2 separate regions of the Bos taurus genome follow, and region 2 is linked to region 1. Evidence: chromatin contacts called from public Hi-C data. All regions are on one chromosome and are shown on one strand. The core of a region is the stretch at or near the end of the contact, and the rest is flanking DNA. Distances in the headings are between cores, read along the strand shown. Region 1 holds the start of NEK9 (NIMA related kinase 9). Region 2 has its middle 26 kb from the start of FOS.

Region 1 (2,751 bases), core at 86-2,585:
GACTTAACTTAAAACAACCTTGGTAATCAAGTTCAACGCAATAATCATGGAAAGGCATGGACAAGCAGATGTGACCCTCCATTCCAGCCCAGGATTTTTTTCTAATTTAAGTGAGCAAGTCACTTAAATATACTACCTTAGTTTCTTCAACTATAAAAATAGGAATACCAAAGCTTATCTCATTCTCATGAGAATACTAACAATAACTCATAATACATTAATCTTGCAACCACCTCGCTCCTCATCCATCTTTCAGACTTAAAAGTACTTGGAACACACACCAGACCTGCAGACAGATCACTGATAGAATCTCATCTTCAGCAACCCCACACTGATGCTTAACTATTCTGAAACTAGAGTTTTAAGACTTTAGTGATCAAAGTTCATGATCAATTTTGAAAGTAGACTCCCCACTCTAAGGTTTTAATCAGTATACATTCTGAACTGGGGATCAGCAATCCAAAAATCTCTTCAAAGGATTTGTATGTGTGCAATAATGGATAGGCGGGAAGGTACCTCAAAGAAGTCCTTTATCCCTCCTGAAGTTAAGAACGAATGGTTTAAAATATACCAAAAAAGAAAGAAGTATTTCCCAGGCATAAACGCTGCTGGATCATCACTGATGAAGAAGCCCACACGCTACAATCTTACCAATGACCTTCAAGAAAAATCCCTGAGTGTTCGTATCTGAGCTTAAAGATTTGGCAAAGCCAGTGGAGCTGCCGCGGATGTGGGAATTTTGAAGCTGTCCCCACTTCTCCACCTCTTCCTTGGAGAGACGTACGGCATGAGAGGAAGTTTTGACAATACTCCCCATTCATATACTACTCTAACTCACAATCTCCACAGTATCCTCCTTCGATGCTCAAAATAATCTTAAAAAATATTACTTTTAAGGTACGTTGCTATTTCTAACTCCAATTTACAGACGGGAAAACTAAGGCTCAGAGAAGGTTCAATTCTTTGCTCAGTCCCCATGGTAAACAAAAACGACCGGTTAGAAAAACCAGTGCTGTTACGAACTCCTAGTACAGGAGCGGTGAGGACCCCAAGACAGACACCCCTGCGGGACCCGATCGCTGAGCGAGGAAGAGGCGGGGGAGAGCAGGGCCGCTACCTCGGTGCGGCGGTACAGCGTGGCCTCCCCGAAGGCGCCGCGGCCCAGCACACGGATGGGGATGTAGTGCAGCTCCTCCTGCTCCGCCGCGCCGCCGCTGGCTCGCGGCACCGGACCGGCGCTGGGCCCCGGGCCCGAGTCCCCGCCACCCCCGGACTCGCTCCCGAAGTCCGAATTGAGGGAGTCGCAGTGTCGCTCGTACTCGCCCAGCACCGACATGGCGGCGGCGGCGGCGGGGACGGGACCAGCCTGAGTGTCCCCGGTGGCGCTGGCGGCGCTGCGCCTCTCCCGCTTCAGACGCCGGCCCACTGCCCCGTCAGCCCCGCGGCCCCGTCAGCCCCGCCACCCCGCTAGGTTCCATGGCGGCTCCTTCCCCCTTGGCCCGGAAGCAGTTCTGGGTGCTTCCGGCCCGGCGGGGTTTCCTCTATTGCTGGTGGTTCCTTTAAGCCCCGGGGCGGGGGGACTTCTTTCCCTCCAGGCGGGCCGGGAAAACGAGGCTCTGGGCAGGGGTTGGCGGCGCCCGGTGGAGACCGAATGGGGCCAGATGGCTCCCGCAGGGGCAAGGGCGTCCTCCTCGGGTCTATAGACCCCTCCCCTGATTCCTAGCCCGGTGCCCAGACAGTTTTGAGGTCCAGAGGTCGTCCAGTCTCATCTTGGCGCCAGGGCTATCTCAAGGGCAGTGAGTGGGGGAAGCAGCCCTTCCTAGCGTGGCACAGCGCTCTGTTTTAGAGAATTGTTACAGCAAAGATATTTTTGCGTGCGCGTTAAGTCGCAGTGGTGTCCGATTGTTTGTGACCCCATGGACTGTAGCCCGCCTGGCTCCTCTGTCCATGGGATTCTCCAGGCGGGAATACTGGAGTGGGTATCTTCCCAAACCCAGGGACTGAACTGTGTCTCTTAGGTCTCCCGTTTACCTCACCTCCCTTCCCTCTCCCAGCGGAAAATTCTTGCCTCCTGTCATCTGTTAGTGGGCCCAATTATTTCTTCCAGAACTACCCTGGGTCCCTGTCTTCCACACAACTTAGAGAATATTTGAAGTCAACTCTCCTGACACTCACTCCTCTCTTTCCAGATTTCACATTCTTCCAAGTGTATTTCCAAATCTTTGACCACCTGATGATCTCATGCAACATTCTTCATGCCATAAGTGCCAGATACTGTAATCGGAGGTGGGGAATCTGCAAAGCCCTCAAGTCACTAAGAGAATTGCAATACAGTGGAAAAGCGTGTTCCATCAGTTATGTGCCTTGAGCAACTTTACATCGCTAAGGTAACTTTTTAGTCGTAAAGTTACGGGAATTATTGACCTACAGAGATAACAGCTAACATTCATTATAATGTTCCTGGCACTATGCTAAAGGTTTTCTTTCCATGTGTCATTCCATTTAATCCTCATAGTATTCCCATTCTGCAAAAGGAACTGAGATAGGGGGTTAAGTAACCTACTGTATGTTACATAGCCATTGAGGGGAGCTGGAAGTCAAAGCCCACAACAAGGCCCGGGATCTCTTTCAGAGAGCAGGATATTTGGGGGCTAAGAGAAGATCATGTAGATGGAGATCATGATATTTGTGGGACAGAAGGAGAAGACAAGGCCTCAAATATTTATTTATATAGAATTTGACATTTCCTGT
Region 2 (2,751 bases), core at 113-2,612, 150 kb after region 1:
GTAGTTGTGGCAAACCAGCTCAGTTGCTCCAAGGCATGTGTCATCTTCCCGGATCAGGTATCAAACCAGTGTCCCCTGCATTGGCAAGCAGATTTTATCCACTGTACCACCAAGAAAGTCCATGTAATTCTTCTTCTTCTTCTTTTTTTTTCCACAGGCTTGTGGGATCTTTGTTCTCTGGCCAGGGATGGAATCCAGGGCCCTGGAAGTGAAATTGCTGAATAGCAGTGAAATCCTAACCACTGGGACTATCAGGAAATTCCCAGTGATGTTATGCTTATAAAAAAGGGTCAGGATCCTCGAGAAAAAGGCACAGGTCGGAGAAGGCAATGGCAACCCACTCCAGTACTCTTGCCTGGAAAATCCCATGGACAGAGGAGCCTGGTGGGCTGCCGTCTATGGGGTCACACAGAGTCGGACACGACTAAAGCGACTTAGCAGCAGCAGCAGCAGCAGCAGTTAATGATGATGATGATAGTAGCTCAGTAAGTGCCAGGACTGAGCTAAATACTGTTCAACCTGCCTGGTTGGCATTATTTACCCCCATTTTACAGATGAGGAGCTGACATGCCTTCAAAGGCTGAAACAAGAGATAGGTTTTATGTCACAAATGAGAGGACCCAGGGTAAACTCAGGTGCCCTGGAGGTCAAGCAAATTATTAAAAGGAGTCATTTGAGAGATAAAGACCAGGGGATGAAACACCCAAAGGCTATCCGGTATGTTTTCAAATTAGTTCAAACAATGTTCCAGATCCCTGCTTCTACATTATCCAAATAATAGAGGCAAAGCCATTCCCGGTGATGAGGCGAAGATTCACTTGGGTGTCTATCATCACATTCACTTAAACTGTTCCTCAAAATCCACATGATTGTTTCTTCTTCATCCTGGATTTATTCATTTGTGTTGTTTCTGCACAGTTAGAATGTTCTGCCAACATGTTGTAACACTTCCTTCATTTGATCAAAGAACAGGTTGGCCTGTCATCATGAGCCTAGCATCACAAAGCAACGTGGGTTAGTAACAGTGCCCTTGATTGAAATTGCCTGTGGGGTCAGAGTATTAGTGGATTATCTGAGGCCCAGGCTTATTGTGGGCTCTGTATTGCAGGAAGGCCTCTTGTAGATCTTGCTACTATGACGGGGGAATACCTTAGGTTGCCAGGAAATTCCTGTCAGGGCAGGCTACTGACTTCCCTGCACCCCAGGGATTCTAAGCCCAGCCTCCTGAAGCCAAATCAGCAAAAGAGCTGCCTCAAACTGACAAGCAAAATGAAGCCCAACAAAAGCAGCTGGAACCCAAACAGACTTGGGTGAGGCTGGGAGGGGAGTCAGGTCTGGCGTCATCCAGGCTCTGGGCCAGCCCATTGTCATGGTGACAGCCAGCCGGTTTACCAGCGGGCAGCAGAGCCAGTTCTCTGCAGGGGGAAGCCTGAGTAGGGGGCTCCCCCCGGGGGTGCTATGCTTCTCCAAGTAATAGGAACCTGCAGAAAAGGCACGGTCACTTCCAGAGAGAGGCTTCTAGCAGCAGCCAGGCAGTCTGCCTGGGGTTGTGGGAGGCCGGTGGTGGCAGTGGGCTCAGAGAGGTTGCCCAGCCTCAAAGGGAGGGAGGTGGTCATTGAATCAGCAAAGAGGCCTCTGGAAAGGCTGGAAGGCTTTCCGGGCAGAAAGGATTTACAGCTGTGTTAGCTTTCTGGGCAAAACGTGAATTGAAGTAGATCACAGAGTTCTTTAAAACAAAACAAAAAAACCCCACAAAGACAAAAACAATACATACACAAGAGTGGTCAGTGGAGAAGAGAAAGGCTTTTGGGAGGCTCAGAGATGGCACATGAAAATGTTTTATGTCCTTCTCTGGGAGCTTTTTATTATTTTCTTTTTCTTCAGTTCTGATGATCACAATTTAAGTCATTATCTGGGGGAATGAACAGCTTTCAGTGAAAACAGAACATAAGAAAACCTCTGTTGTGTCGGGCAGGGCTGAAAAGATGTTCACGTCCATGAGAGTGAATTACTTCAGGGTACAGAAGAGACTCCCTTTCTGGCTAAAGTGTGACGTCAGCTAAAATAAATGCAATGGAGGAAAGAATCTTGGTACCTTCCTCCAGACATCTTGCTGCAAAAGTGTCTGTCATACGAAATACTGTATGATTCCTTTCACGTGAAGTGTTTAGAGCAATCACTTCATAGAGACAGAGAGTAGAAGGGTGGTCGTCAGGGGCTGGCGGCGGGGAGATTGGGAGTTAATGGTTTCATGAGGATGGAGCTGCAGTTTGAGAAGATGAAAAGAGCTCCGGAGATGGGTGGTGATGGCATTTGGCCAAGGAGGTACTGAAGGCCATTGAATTGTACACTTAAAAATGGTCAAAATGGTAAGTTCTATGCTATGTGTGTGTGTGTGTTAGTCGCTTAGTTGTGTCCAACTCTTTGTGACCCCATGGACTGTATAGCCCGCCAGGATCCTCTGTCCACGGGGATTCTCCAGGCAAGAATACTGGAGTGGGTTTCCATTTCCTTCTTCGATGTTATGCATATTTGTCCATATACATATATACATTTTAAACTGTCAAAGACTGTCTCCTTGATGTACCCGGCAGTGGCATTCGCTTGGAGGCTGACCCCCAGGGCTTGTTGGCTCAGCTCTCTGAGCCTTTGCTGTGTCATCCATTAAGGCGACATATCTATCTTCAGCCAAAAGGGAAGAATGGACATGAAGGCATTTAGCAAACAGAAATCCACCACAAGGGCGTGAAA

What was found. Hi-C and Micro-C count contacts between places; a contact is called where the count stands out from the background.
Region 2: a Hi-C map of skeletal muscle shows a contact between it and region 1, with 7 times the contacts expected there. The contact joins the enhancer-like site here to the promoter of NEK9 in region 1. A contact is called at or near these places in 7 of 11 Hi-C or Micro-C datasets (4-cell embryo, blood, liver and 3 more).

Annotation. Positions count from the first base shown.
Region 1 is chr10:86,366,287-86,369,037 of ARS-UCD2.0, forward strand. It overlaps NEK9 (NIMA related kinase 9), which reads right to left and starts at 1,336. Exons shown (of 22, transcript NM_001206060.1): 1 at 1,118-1,336. The coding sequence starts at 1,336.
Region 2 is chr10:86,513,394-86,516,144 of ARS-UCD2.0, forward strand. No RefSeq gene overlaps it. Among named protein-coding and RNA genes, the nearest start is that of FOS, 26 kb to the left of the region's middle. Within about 2 kb of position 1,363, at least 25 of the 102 cell types and tissues checked have an H3K27ac peak or open chromatin away from gene starts, as enhancers often do. A contact at or near this core is called in skeletal muscle, where this site is marked.